Regions from separate parts of the Macaca mulatta genome. Here region 1 is linked to region 2. A link is a contact called in public Micro-C data. All regions are on one chromosome and are shown on one strand. Each heading gives the region's core, a stretch centred on a gene start, on an enhancer-like site or on the middle of the called end of the contact. The rest is flanking DNA. Distances are from core to core; before and after follow the strand shown.

Evidence for each region. A called contact is a pair of places that touch in the nucleus more often than the background predicts.
Region 1: a contact with region 2 is called in a Micro-C map of CD4 T cells, with 19 times the contacts expected there. The contact joins the promoter of POLR3E here to the enhancer-like site in region 2. A contact is called at or near these places in 9 of 14 Hi-C or Micro-C datasets (CD4 T cells, blood, cortical neurons and 5 more).

What each region holds. Positions count from the first base shown.
Region 1 is chr20:21,761,158-21,768,602 of T2T-MMU8v2.0, reverse strand. It overlaps POLR3E (RNA polymerase III subunit E), which reads right to left and starts at 5,543. Exons shown (of 23, transcript XR_013411934.1): 1 at 5,426-5,543; 2 at 3,981-4,076. It overlaps TRNAL-AAG (transfer RNA leucine (anticodon AAG)), which reads right to left and starts at 5,821; the gene lies at 5,740-5,821. LOC144338112 (a long non-coding RNA gene) reads left to right here. Exons shown (of 2, transcript XR_013411939.1): 2 at 3,379-5,548.
Region 2 is chr20:21,647,220-21,653,861 of T2T-MMU8v2.0, reverse strand. It overlaps SDR42E2 (short chain dehydrogenase/reductase family 42E, member 2), which reads right to left. Exons shown (of 13, transcript XM_015125776.3): 12 at 1,968-3,427; 13 at 1,618-1,675. The coding sequence ends at 3,173. Among named protein-coding and RNA genes, the nearest start is that of TRNAL-UAG, 6.0 kb to the left of the region's middle. Within about 2 kb of position 2,346, at least 37 of the 40 cell types and tissues checked have an H3K27ac peak or open chromatin away from gene starts, as enhancers often do. A contact at or near this core is called in CD4 T cells, blood, cortical neurons and 3 more, where this site is marked.

The DNA.
Region 1 (7,445 bases), core at 4,294-6,793, 110 kb before region 2:
CGTGAAGTCAACAATGGACGACCAACCCTATACCCCATCAGCCAAAAGAAATAAAGAAAAAAAGAAACATTCAGATGCAAGCGGGTAGACCAAGCCAACACGTGTGGGCTGCACCTGCGAGGGAAAAGCAAATGACTGGCTTTAAGGGTTTCTTCTCTGCTCACAGAGAATTCACTGCCAGAGAGGAGGATAGAGGTTAGCTGGTCCCAGCCATGATTAAAACACTGGAGAACTGAGGGCCCTGAGGAGGCTTGAAAGAGCAGCCAGACGTCAAACAGGCAGACAGACAGTCCAAAGCTCTCTCTGATACTTGATTTTCAAGCTGACTTTAACTCGAATCCTGAGTGAGATGACTCTTCTGTGATTTGGTCTAAAAATGACTTCTTCACACACTCTTCTGTCCTGTATTCAACACAATAACCCTGTGAGGTGTGGTGATTGTTACTGTTTTATAATGAACAGACTGGAACTCAGAGATACTGTGTGCGTTTTTACCCAAAGTCACATAGTAAGCAGGATGATGAACTGGACTTCACATCCAGGCTGTCTGACCTCAGGTGCAGGTAACAGGGAGGGGAGGTGAGAGGCAGGCGGGCCTTTCTGCTGGGGAGGAGGCACGTGGGGTGTGCCTGGAAGGAGAGAGGGCATTGGGTAAGCCACGACAGCAGAGGGGAAGGGGAATTCCAGGAAGAGGAAAGGCTGCAGGTCTCCACGGGGCAGGCTGAGTATTTCAGCTGGTCTGCCCCTTCACATACCCAAAGAGAAGAGAGGTGGTCATAGGAGGATGGTACTCAGGCACCCCCAGGCCTCAGCAATCCCCAAACCCCTGCTCTTGGGTGAGACCAGCATTTTTTTTTTTTTTCCTTGAGACAGAGTCTTGCTCTGTCGCCCAGGCTGGAGGGCAGTGGTACGATCAGCTCACTGCAACCTCTGCCTCCCGGGTTCAAGTGATTGTCCTGCCTCAGCCTTCCAAGTAGCTGGTATTACAGGTGCCTGCCACAGTACCCGGCTAATTTTTATATTTTAAATAGAGATAGGATTTCACCATGTTGGCCAGGCATGATTTTTGTCTGATCTACTTAACATTTGAACTATCTAATATTTATTTATTTATTTGTTTATTTAAGACATGTCTCGCTCTGTCGCCCAGGCCAAAGTGCACTGGCATGATTTTGACTCACTGCTTCCTAGGTTCAAGTGATTACCGTGCCTCAGCCTCCCAAGTAGCTGGGATTACAGGCATGCACCATCTGCCCAGCTAATTTTTGTATTTTTAGTAGCGACGGGGCTTTGCCACATTGGCCAGGCTGGTCTTGAACTCCTGGCCTCAAGTGATTCGCCTGCCTCGGCCTCTCAAAGTGCTGGGATTGCAGGTGTGAGCCACCGCACCTGGATAAAAGCCAAAGTCTTTATCACCCCATGTAAACCCTAAACAATCTCCTGCCCCTTGACCTGCCAGACCTCATCTCCCACGAGCCTCCTACCCTCCTCTCCTCTCTAAACCCACCTCTGGGGATGTGTAGCTGCTCTACCCGCCTGATAACCTCATGGCCCCCACTTCACCTCTTTCAGGTTTTTGCTCAAATGTCACCTTATGGCTAAGACCTTCCCTCTCCAAATCAAATTGCAAACTGCCTTCCCCACCCCTCAATTCCCTTCTCTGCTCTGGTTTTCTCCAGAGCAGGTGTCTATCACCATGTGACAGTTTACAGCTCTGCATCTGTGCCCACCTCTATTGCCACTAAGCTGTAAGCTACGTGAAGGCAGAGATTTTGGTCTATTTTGTCCCTTGTGGTACCCCAAGTGCCCAGTACATAGCAGGCACTCAATACATGTTTGTTGTCTAAATAAATGAACCATGGGAATGCTATTTAATAGGAAGCTACAGAAGGATTTCGGGCAGAGGAAGATATGGAGGGGGTAGAAAGAGAAACTTCAGGGAAACAGGCTATCGTAACAGTCCCAGAGATGGAGGATAGAATGAAAATCAGAAGTTGCATCTCGATAGTTTCAGGTGCATCTCGACTCTCTGCTGTGCAGACAGAGGGCAGCGTGGAGGGGAGAGCCCAAGGCCTGACCCCATCTGCACTGGCTGCCAAGCACCACAGACATGTCAAGCTTCTGCCTTCTCTGCAGCTCGGCAGTGGACAACTGAGAGGCTGGAGCCTGCCAGGTGAGCAAGGGGACAGATCATAAGCATTGAGGGTGTGGCCTGGGAGCTTCCAAAGACACAATCATTCTTTCTCTGCTATTGCTATGCCCTGTTGGCCTCTGCGTTGCCAGGGATCAGGGAGGCTAAGGTGCCCTGTCAGCTAGAGAGCTGGAGCTCCTCCCTCTGGATAGTACATCTGGGTTGATACAAAGAGTGTCACCTCCCTTCATCCTCCAGGTTGAGGTGATCCAACTCAGTGGCTTTCAAAGTTTTCAGCCTAAGATCCACCACAGTAAGAAATTCATCTCAGCCGGGCGCAGTGGCTCACACCTGTAATCCCAGCACTTTGGGAGGCCGAGGCGAGCAGATCACAAGGTCAGGAGATCAAGACCATCATGGCTAACACGGTGAAACCCCATCTCTACTAAAAATACAAAACATTAGCCGGGCGTGGCAGCGGGCGCCTGTAGTCCCAGCTACTCGGGAGGCTGAGGCAGGAGAATGGCGTGAACCCAGGAGGCGGAGCTTGCAGTGAGCCGAGATCGGGCCACTGCACTCCAGCCTGGGTGACAGAGCAAGGCTCCGTCTCTGGGGAAAAAAACAACAACATGAGATTCATCTCATATAAATAACCCAGAACATACATACAGTTGCGTAACTGAAACAAGGTTTCATATAACTGTGTCTCTACTATATGTCAGGCAGTGATGTTTTCTACTTCATTCATTCAAAACAAAAAATGCTAGCTTCAATTCCACTAAATCAATTTTACTTCCCACTAATAAATCTCAATCTGCAATGTGAAAAGAACTCATCCATGTCTCCCTATGGCTACCTGCCTCAAAGTCTCCCAGCAACAGTGAGTCCTTGGAAAGGCTGGCGTGGTGGCTCATGCCAGTAATCCCAACACTTTGGGAGGCTTAGGTGGAAGGACTGCCTGAGACCAGGAGTTCAAGACCAGCCTGAGCAACATAGTGAGACCCCCCCCACCCCCGGTCTCTCTTTAAAAAAAAAAAAAAAAAAATTAGCCCAGCGTGGCCTGCAGTCCCAATGACTTGGGAAGTTGAGGCAGCAGGACTGGTTGAATCCAGGAGTTTGAGGCTGCAGTGAGCTATGATCACACCACTGTGTTCCATCCTGAGTCACGGGTGAGACTCTATCTCTATTCGGGGCGGGGCCAGGCACGCTGGCTCACGCCTGTAATCCCAGCACTTTAGGAAACTGAGGCAGGCAGATCACCTGAGGTCAGGCGTTCCAGAACAGCCTGGCCAATAAGGTGAAACCCCGTCTCCACTAAAAATACAAAAATCAGCCAGGTGTGGTGATGCACACCTGTAATCCCAGCTACTTGGGAGGCTGAGGCAGAAGAATCGTTTGAACCCAGGAGGCAGAGGTTGCAGTGAGCTGAGATCTTGCCACTGCACTCGAGCCTGGGTAACACAGCAAGACTTCATCTTTAAAAAAAAAAAAAAGTAAATCATTATTTCCCTGCCTAAAACCTGTCAACTGTCACTGTCACATAAAACAAAACCCAAACTCCTTTCCATGAGCCGCCTAAGGCCCTACATGATCTTGTCTCTGACTTCCCCTGACCATCCAGGCTGGTAGCCACTTGCTGGGCCTCCACCAAGCCAAGCCCCAGTCCACCCAAGGTCCTTTGCACATCATCTATTCCCCCACAGGGATTTCCAAGGTTGCTCCTTTTTATTAAATATCATCACCGCCTGCAGGAGAGGATAGGTTCCCTGGCCACCCTATTTTAAAAGCCTCCCCTAACTTCCTCCCAGGCACTACCACATCTCTATTTTCTTTCCTTAATGGGTCTCACCTTAATCTGGAACTACCTGGTCTATTTGCTCAGGTGTTGTCTTCTGCAATAGAATGTAAGCTCCATGAAGGCTTCTCAGTGCTTCAGTTTCCTCAACTATGAAATGAAGATTAAAAAAAATATATATCCACTGCTAGTTCTCTCAATACCTAGAACAGTGCCTGGCACGAAGTTGACACTCAATATAGTACAAAGAATACTTTATATTTAATCTTCTCATTAGCCCTATTAATAGAGATTTATCATCTTCAATTTGGAAATGAGGAGACTGAGGTTGAGAGAGAAGTAACTCATCCGAGGTGGAATCAGGACAGAAACTAGGGTCTCGTTGATATCAAAGATCCTTATTCTTATTCTTAACCAGTATACTGCACAGATCTTCGATAAAAGGCAGTATGGTTAAGTGGGTAAGAGCCTGAACTCCGGAGCAAAACTACGCGGGTTCAAATCCCACCGCAGCTGCTTCGCATCTGTGACCTACTTGAGTTGTCTACGTCTGGTATTCTTCCCTATTTTCATCCCTAAAGTAGGGAAACTAAGTACCGACCTACAGACAGCTGCGGGGAGGAGTAAAGACGGTAATAAACGTAACCTATGGGAAGGTTCGTTATTACTTGACAACATGTTTTCTGCCAATGTAGGCGGGTAAAAACGCTGCAAGCAGGAGCGTCACCTGGTTTCTAATGAGCCATCACCACAACCCTATGAGGTAGGAATTTCTATTATCCCCATTTCACAGATGAGGAACTGTTGAGATCGCTAAGATCTCTTCTTTCCGCCTCCAAGCCCAAGGAATTCTAAAGCTAACCCAAAGGAACGACCTTGTTTGTTTACTGACACCTCCTCGGACCGAATGGTCAGGGCCGTATCCGGAGCACAGAGTTGGCTCAGTAAACACTGAATGGTTGCCTGAATAAATGAATGAGGAATCCCAGGCCTCGCCAGGCAGAAGCTAATCCGGTTCAGCTGCGAAGAGGGGGCTCCGGCAGGCGCAGGTGCCCTCCCTGCCCATCGGGGCGGGCCGCCGACCCCGAGCCTCGCTGTCCAATGGGTTTCTGCTCCCTCGCGGGTGGTCAGGACCCCTTCTCACGCCCACCACGCAGTCCCTGCCGCGAGCCGCCACCACACCCGACGCCGAGGACAGGTGTTCCTTCCGTAGGATGACCCCCAGGCCCGGGTGGGGCAGGTCGGCAGGACCCTGAGTCACCGCCGGCAGCGTCGGCCGCGGCCTCCCCAACTCCCAGGTGTCGGGTCGGGGAAGTAGGAGTCCGGGGTCGGCCTGGAGCCGGCTGCCCCTCCTCCCGCCCGAGTCCCGAGAGGCCCCCAGCCCCTCAGCACGGCGCGGCGCGGGCCTCCTTGGCCTACTCGGGAATCTAGCCCAGACCCACGTCATGAGTGCGGTCCGGCTCAAGCCCCAGCTCGGGCGCTGCCAAGATGGGACTCACCTCTCCGCGGGGGCCGAGCGCGGACGGCGGCAACCGCCCAGTTACCCGCGGGCTGCAGATGCGGCGGCGGCCCGGCTCTCCTCTCAGGCGGCGGCCATGTTGCTGGTGGAGAAACTCCGGCGGACACGTGGGGGGAGCGGGCCGGCCCCAGCGCTTCCTCTTACCCACAATGCCCCGCCCCGGCGCACACGGCTCCGCCCCCTCCGCCGCGCCATTCATGCAGGCCGTGAGCCCCGCCCTGCAGCAGGGGGCGCTGATGGCACGCGCAAAACAGCCGGGCGTGTATGCAGCGGGGAACAAAAAGAAACCAACCCTGGCAGCGGTGGGATTCGAACCCACGCCCCCGAAGAGACTGGAGCCTTAATCCAGCGCCTTAGACCGCTCGGCCACGCTACCCAGCTGGAGAGAGTATTTGCCAGAACGCTACTTAATGCTTTTGCATTCGCATTTCATCTGGAAATCGCGAGGCGTTTTCGCTGAGGTTTTTTTGTTTAATGTGTGTTCAAGCTGATCCCTATAGAATTATTTTAAAAAGCCGTGTGCTGGAAAATAAACACTTGCTCCAGTTTTTAGACCCAGGTTTGTTCCGAATAGGTATTAGAGCAAAACTCATTTTTAGAAACTGTACTCTGAGATGGATGGTTACCCTGGAGACCCCTGGTTAACTCACAAGTAATCCATACGACCCGGATTGCGTGTCTCCGGGAGAAGAAATCGATCTGATCAGAAACACGCCCTAGGGGATCTGACGGCCAAACCCGGGGGCTGGTCTGGGCAGTTGTCTCTGAGAAATTATGTGTTTAAATTTTTACTTACACAAATAACACACGAATTATTGTAAAATATTTAAACTTTGCAGATAAGGTACAAATGCTCTTTGACTCTTGACTCGCATCCTAGGCCCCTCCGCAGAGGTTAAGTAACCATTATTATCAGTTTAATATGTACTATGGTTTGAATGTGTCCCCCAAATTTCATGTGTTGGAAATTTAATCCCCAATGTGGCAGTATTGTGTGGTGGGCCCTTTAAGAGGTGATTAGATCATGAGGGTGGAGCCCTCATGAATGGATTAATCTATTCATGGATTCATGGGTTAATGGATTAATAGGTTATCTTGGGAGGGGGACTGATGGCTTTATAAGTGGGAGCTTTATAAGTGCTAGACCTGAGCCAGCAAGTGAACAGCTCAGCACCCCCTCCATATGATGGGTTGTACTGCCTGAGGACTCTGCAGGGGTACCCCACCAGCAAGAAGGCCCTCGTCAGATGCACACTCTTGCGCTTGGACTTATCAGCCTCCATAACTGTAATAAGTAACTTCCTTTTCTTTACAGATTACCCAGTTTCAGGTATTCTGTTATAAGCAACAGAAAATGGACTAAAACACTATATATCTTTTGTACAAAAATGTACAAAAATTACAAAGAAAAAAAATCATCATCCATAGTGCCACCACCTGGCATTAAATTAATGACTATCATTATTGTGGCTTTTTTTTTTCTTTTCTTTTTTCTTTTCTCTCTCTTTTTTTTTTTTTTTTTTTTTTTTTTTTTTTGAGATGGAGTCTCGCTCTTGTCCAGGCTGGGGTGCAGTGCTGTGGTCTCCGCTCACTGCATCCTTCGCCCCCTGGGTTCAAGCGTCTTTACTAAAAATATAAATTTAGCCTGGCGTGGTGGCACGCGCCCGTAATCCCAGCTACTTGGGAGGCTGAGGCAGGAGAATCGCTTGAACCTGGGAAGCGGAGGTTGCTGTGAGCCGAGATTCCGCCACTGCACTCTAGCCTGGGCGACAGTGTGAAACTCCGTCTCAAAAATAAATAAAGAAAAATAGATCACACTATTACAAATAGAAATTATTAGACCGTTACAAATAAAAATAAAGTCCCCTCCCGAACATTCTCCCCTGTCTATAACCGTCATGAATTTGATGTGTATCTTTCCAATAATTTCTTACATTTTTACATATAAAACTTATGAATAACACATAAAATGGTTATCTGTTTTTCATTTATATAAATGT
Region 2 (6,642 bases), core at 1,097-3,596:
CTCCTGCCTCAGCCTCCTGGGTGCTACCACATCTGGCTAATTAATTAATTATTTTTTTTGGGGGGGGGTAGATGCAGGGTTCTCACCATATCACCCAGGGTGGTTTTGAACTCCCGACCTCAAGCAATCCTCCAGTCTTAGCCTCCCAAAATGTTGGGATTACAGGTGTGAGCCACTGCGCCCTGCTGGGAAGATATTTTCAAGATGAGAGAGACTTGAGGATTTTTTAGATGCCTGGCATTGGGTTTACAATGGGGAATAGCTTTAGCACCCATAATGGAAAGCTTATGAGTTTTGTCTTGATGGTCCCTTCCAATCGACTATGTTACCTTGGGCTGCCCACTGTGACAACTCTGTTTCCTGCATTTGTGATGCTTCTCCTTAGTGTCTCCAAGTAAGCTAGAACCTCCTACTTGCCCTTTCAGAACCTCACGGCTAGTGGTCTGGGCAATCTCAAAAATTCTTACAGTGATTCAGTTTTTCTGTTGGGTGGGGATGCCACCTCCTTTTCCATTGGATAAAGAGGCTTGAAAGGAAAAAAGCTTTCTTGACATAGCGATCCATGTTGTCCCCATGCCCAGAGTTTAGACATCCTGCTTCCAGAGTGTTAAGGAATAGATGAGTTGGAGAAATCCAGAAAACAAATAAATTGATTCTTGGCTTTTGGGTTTTCAAAAGCTGAGGTTTGGCACTAGTCAAAAGATCTAGAAAATAATGTGAGCAGTGTGACACTGTTTTTCCTGCTCGAAGAATAGATTTCCCAGGATTAGCAGGGAGAAGAAAGAGAGGAAGGAAGTGAGTTTGGATGTAAGCATGTTATCGAGAGGAAAGGAAGCCCCAGGACTGCCAGCTTCAAATGGTCCGAGGTTTGTGGCTCTGAGAGAATGAGACCAATCCCAGAGTTCAACCGCAAGCCTTGGCATGGCCAGGGTGTAGAAAAATAGAAGTTACCACGTGTTGTGTTTAGGCCAGTGGGGGCTTAGGCGGTGCTCCTCCAAATTCCCACAGCTGTAGAACAGAAACCCCCACCCTCCTCTGCTCTTTGGAATGAGACAAAGCCCCAGTTTCCGTCATCTATAAAATGAGAATAATAAATCCTATTTAAGAGTGGCTGTAAGAATTAAACAAGATCATATAGATGAAAGCCCTTTCACACCGTCGAGCATTAAATAAACATAAAGGATTATTATTGATCTTTCAAAAATTATATACACACCTACAATTCAGCCTAGCAGAGAGCAGCATACAGTTTTTTTTTTTAGCTCCATCCCAAACTGCCCACCTTGTTCAGCAGAGTGGGACACACGCTGCTGTGGCCATGTTGGTTCTGATGAGCCCATTCCATCCCCTCCACCTCAGCCTTGTGATGCTTTTCTTCTCTGCCAGTCCCACGTGTGCATACTACGATCTATACCTGGTTGTACTGACACACTGATGTCTTGGTACTCACAACTGATAACTGACACCAAGATGATAGGGGGCGAAGTTTCTGTGGAGAGCAGGGCTAGATTAAGAAGTTTTGTGACCTTAAACTTTAAAGATTATGGTGATCACCACTACCTCTAATTAGTAAATAGAAATAGTACTAAATCATAAAATGCAACCAACTAAACTCTATTTTTCCCATTATAGCTTTATTGGTACTTCATCGAGACATCCAATTATTTTAAAAGTTCTCTTTTTTTTTTTTTTTTTTGAGACGGAGTCTCACGCTGTTGCCCAGGCTGGAGTGCAGTGGCGCGATCTCGGCTCACTGCAAGCTCCGCCTCCTGGGTTCACGCCATTCTCCTGCCTCAGCCTCCTGAGTAGCTAGGACTACAGGCGCCCGCCACCGCGCCCGGCTAATTTTTTGTATTTTTTTTAGTAGAGACGGGGTTTCACTGTGGTCTCGATCTCCTGACCTTGTGATCCGCCCGCCTCGGCCTCCCAAAGTGCTGGGATTACAGGCTTGAGCCACCGCGCCCGGCCCTCTTTTTTTTTTTTTTTTTTTTTTTAATTTTTTGATGCTCTTTCGGGTACTAAAACCTGTGCTTAATATGCTGTCATCCTCAGACAGGAACCCAAAAAGGCCAAGTCGGGCTCGGCAGAAGCTTGCGTCCTGGTTTTCCCCCAAGCCCTGGCTGTCAACACAGATCTGTGTGAATGAGAAGCCCAGAACACTGGGTCGGGGAGATCGAAAGCAGTGTTACCAGACAGAGCAGCAGCTGACGGCGCAAACTCATATCAACTCCACCCCAGACTGCATTAGCCCATAGCGACCCGGCAGCCAGGCTCTGGGGAGAACCCACCCAGGAGGCGGACCTGGAAAGGGGTGAAGCCAGAAAGGGAGGGGGCAGGGCCAGGACCCAATTACACGCGAGAAGGGCGGGACTGGACCCAGAGGGAGGAGCAAGGCCAGACCCAAAAGGAGAAGCCAAGGGGGCTCAAGCGTGCGGGGAGGACCAGAAAAGGGGCGAAACCAGAACGAGGGAGAATCTGGGGGCGGACCGGAACTGGGCAGAGACTAGGAGAAGGTCCAGAAGGCGGAGGAGGCTGTGAGCCTTGGCCCATGTCAGTAACCGGGGCAGGCCGGAGGGAGGAAAAAAGGGGCAGGGCCAGGGCTTGGAGGGAGGGACATGGACGTAGGCACGACTCAGAGGGCAGGGCGGGGGTGTGACCAAGACTCAGAAGGCGTGCCCAAACATGGAGGGGGAAGGGGCGTGGCTATGACATGGGGCGGGGTTAGGCCTGGAGAGCGGCTCAGGACTAGGCCCTGAAGTCAGGGGGCGGGGAAGAGGCGTGCCCAATTTGAAGGGCGGGTCAAGGGCGCGGCCAAAACATGGAAAGGGATTCGGGGCTAGGTGTCGGGGCCGACCAGGGGCGTGGCCAGGATTCAGGGGGTGGAGGGGGAGCATGCCCACTTCGGAGGGCGGGGCGGGGCGGGGGCGGGGCCAAAACACAGGAGGGGCGGGAGGCAAAGTCTGGGAGTAGTCAGGGGCGTCGCCAGGATTCGGGGGTCGGGGCTAGGTCTGGAGGGCGGCTCAGGGGCGTGGCTAGGAGTCAAGGGGCGGAGCAGAGGCGCGCTCAAACCCAGAAGGCGGGGCAGGGGCTGGTACTAGCCCAGGGAGCCGCGGGTGGGAGAGGGTGCAGCAGTGCCGACCCCGGCGGGCGGCGGGCGGCGGGCGGCGGGCGGTCACAGGCGCTCCACGGAGGAGTGCAGAGGCTGCAGGCCTAGGAAGTGCAGGGCCAGGGCGAGCAAGCCGAGGAACAGCAGCAGCCCGAGCAGCAGCCGCAGGAGGGTCCGCGCCGTGGAGCCGCGGGGCCGCCGTGTAGTGGACTGCACGTATAGCTCCACTGCATCGGCGAACTTGAACTTGTCGGGCGCATAGCCAAGCTGGGCGCGAGCCTTGGCTATCTGGAAGGTGTGCGTCACGGCCACGCTGCGCACCTGCGGGGACAGGCGGGGCATCCGAGGGCGGGGCTCGTGGGAGGGGGGCATCCTCTACCTCGTTGTTTACGGAAAGGGAAAAGAGAGGGCAGGGATTTCCCCTCCATTGCACAGTGATTTAAAAGGACCCGAGGACAGCGTCTTGCTCCTGTGATGCCCTCATTAGAGAGGTTTTCATTTCTTCCTTCCATCTTCATTTTTATTGGAGGGTGCCACCTCTGCGTCGCCCCCTTCAGCCCCGCTAAATTTGCACCTTATTTAACTCCTTGTCCCCTAAGAAGGAAAGGTCTCACCCCTACACTCATCTTCCCGGCCTAGCACGGTGCTAGGACTCAGGAGGCCCTTGATACATTCTTAGGCATCCGCTAGGAGACGGTGAACGCCTGCCAGAAACATCTCCAGGAAACGACATTGGCTTCCTGCTCCCAACCCCAGACCAACTGTGGCCAGGCGGGCCCCAGTCGCAGCCTTCACGCCCTCACTGATTAACTAAGCTTCCCTAAGAGAGGAATTCGATTATGCAGAACTGATTACTCTCTAGGGTCTAAGCTGTGTTTCCCCTGCTGCCAGATGGCTTGGGGCCCACTGGTGTCAAGGGTAGTAATGATAGCTATCAGTTGAGGAACACACACCCTGCACTTGGCCTGGGCTAAATCCTTTCTATGCCCTACCTCATTTAATCCTCTCAGGTGGTACTAGCACTATCTGTTCTGTGCATACTTGGAAAAAGATCAGAGAGGTTGAGTGACTTGCCCGGGGTCACACAGGGGAGCCAGGTTCTAGCCTAATTTCTTCCCTGCTGTGCTGGCATCTGAAGATGCTCTCCCAGCTGACTCATTTCTTCCTCTCTTGTGCCTCAGCCAGACCCTGGGGAATAATCCACCAGCTGCTGGATTCTCCCATGGCACTGAAACAGCCCCTGGGGTCAAACCTGTGGTCTTGGATGCTTAATGGGGGGTGAGGAGAAAGACCAGTGTTTGTCCGTTTTTGTCTCAGTCATTAAGTGCAGAGCTTTGGGGAGCACAGGAGCTGAGTTATGCTAGATAAGCAGGGTCCCTAACACACTAGATGTCACCTCCTCTGGGGAGCTTTCTCTGACTTCCTCAGAGTTGGCTTAGGCGCCCCTTCTGTGTGCACTGGAGTTTCTCGCGATTTTCCCAAAAGTGGCTCTAATTACAGTGTTGAGTTGCCTGGTTCGTGGGCTGTCTTCCCCTTTGGACTAGGAGCTCCCCGAGGGCAAGGACTATGTCTTCTTGCCTCCATTGCTCAGCACAGTGCCTGGTACCACAGGAGATGCTGAATACATGTTAAATGCGTTAAAGGCTATAAAGTCAAACTGGAGGGCTGGTTGGTGTGTCACAGACTGACCAGCAGAGGGTACCCGAGCCACAGCCAAGGAACTTCCACAGTTAAGGACACTGCCCCTGAACTGAACAAGGAAATCCCCAACTTAAAGAAGAGGGAGAGGAGCCAAGTCCCTGCCTGACCACAATTCAGCTGCACCCTGGCAGCTATTTTATGGATGTGATTCCTGATGCATTTTCACAAGCTAATGGTTAAGCTTGAAATCACTGAGGTCTGGGTTCAAGTCCCAGCTCTACCATTTAAGTGTGTGATCACGGGCAGGTTATTTCACTGTGTGTCTCACTTCCACCTCTCTAAATGGAGAGGACAATGGCGTCTACAACTCAGTTAAATGACATAAAGCACAGTGCCTGGCATATTGTCACCACTCAAGAGATGGTATCATCTTATTCTCTCCTCTACTGATCCGGATAGTTCAAAGGAGAAGCCATAGGTGACTACTTCTTTCTGTGGCCCATTCTCCACTCTCCCCCTCTGACTGCCCTTATTAAAGAGCACTGAACATGGAGTCTGAAGCCAATTCCAGTATGGTGTGGCCTTGGACAAATCAATAATTTTCCTAATGCTCAATTTTTTGTCATAAAATGGAGAGCATGATTTTTTTTTTTTTGACCTTTTTAACTTAGCAAGGCATCAGAGACAATCAAATGGGAGTGGACTGGAAGGATTTTTTTTTTTTTTAGATGGAGTCTTGTTCTGTCACCCAGGTTGGAGTGCAGTGGTGTGGTCTCAGCTCACTGCAACCTCCACCTCCCAGGTTCAAGCGACTCTCCTGCCTCAGCCTCCCGAGTAGCTGGGACTACAGGTATGTGCCACCACACCCAGATAATTTTTGTATTTTTGGTAGAGATAAGGTTTCACTATGTTGGCCAGGCTGGTCTTGAACTCCTGACCTCAGGTGATCCACCTGCCTCAGCCTCCCAAAGTGCTGGGAACAAGTGTGAGCCACTGCGCCCGACTGGACTGGAAGGATTTTTGCAAATAACCTCAAATACCACCTATTGCTTTGCTATTTACAATCTGCGATGAAAACATCTTCTCTTTTAACTAAGCAAATATAAACCTGCATCATCATTATTATGAGAATTCTGAGCCAGGCATGGTGGTGCATGCCTGTAATCTCAGCTATTTAGAAGGCTGAGCAGGGAGGATCTCTCTCTCTTTTTTTTTTTTTTTTTTTTTTTTTGGTTTTTAGGGGCAGAGTCTCTGTTGCCTAGGCTGGAGTACAGTGGTGCAGTCGTGGCTCACTGCAGCCTCGAACTCCTGGGCTCAAGTGATCCCCCACCTGAGCTAGGACTAAAGGCATACACCACCTTGCCTGGCTAATTGTAAAATTTTTTGTAGAGATGAGGTCTTTCTGTGTTGCCCAGGCTGGTCTCAAACTCCTGGCCTCAAGTGATCCTCTTGTCTCAGCCTCCCAAAGCACTGGGATTATAGGTGTGAGCCACCACAACTGGACAAGAGGATCTCTTGAGCTCAGGAGTTTGAGACTAGCCTGGACAACATAGTGAGACCCTGTCTCATAAAAATAATTATATTCTGTATATAGTAGGTACTTAATATATACTCATTATTCAGTAAGCATGAACTATGAGCCTAGTACCACCAAGCTGGTGTGTGTGTGTGTGTGTGTGTATATGTGTGTGTGTTGAGAGTTGGTGGGATTGGTAGCATTCAAAGAAGTGAATGGCCTGAAACTTGCCTTGGGGAACCTCCAGTCTGGTGGAAAGACAAGATGCTTATGAATGAAAAAAACAGTGTTGATGGATGGGCTTGGAGCTGTCACATTTCAGACCCACAGCCTCAGCAAAAACCCAGAGGTTGGGGTAATCATAACAGAAATAGCACCA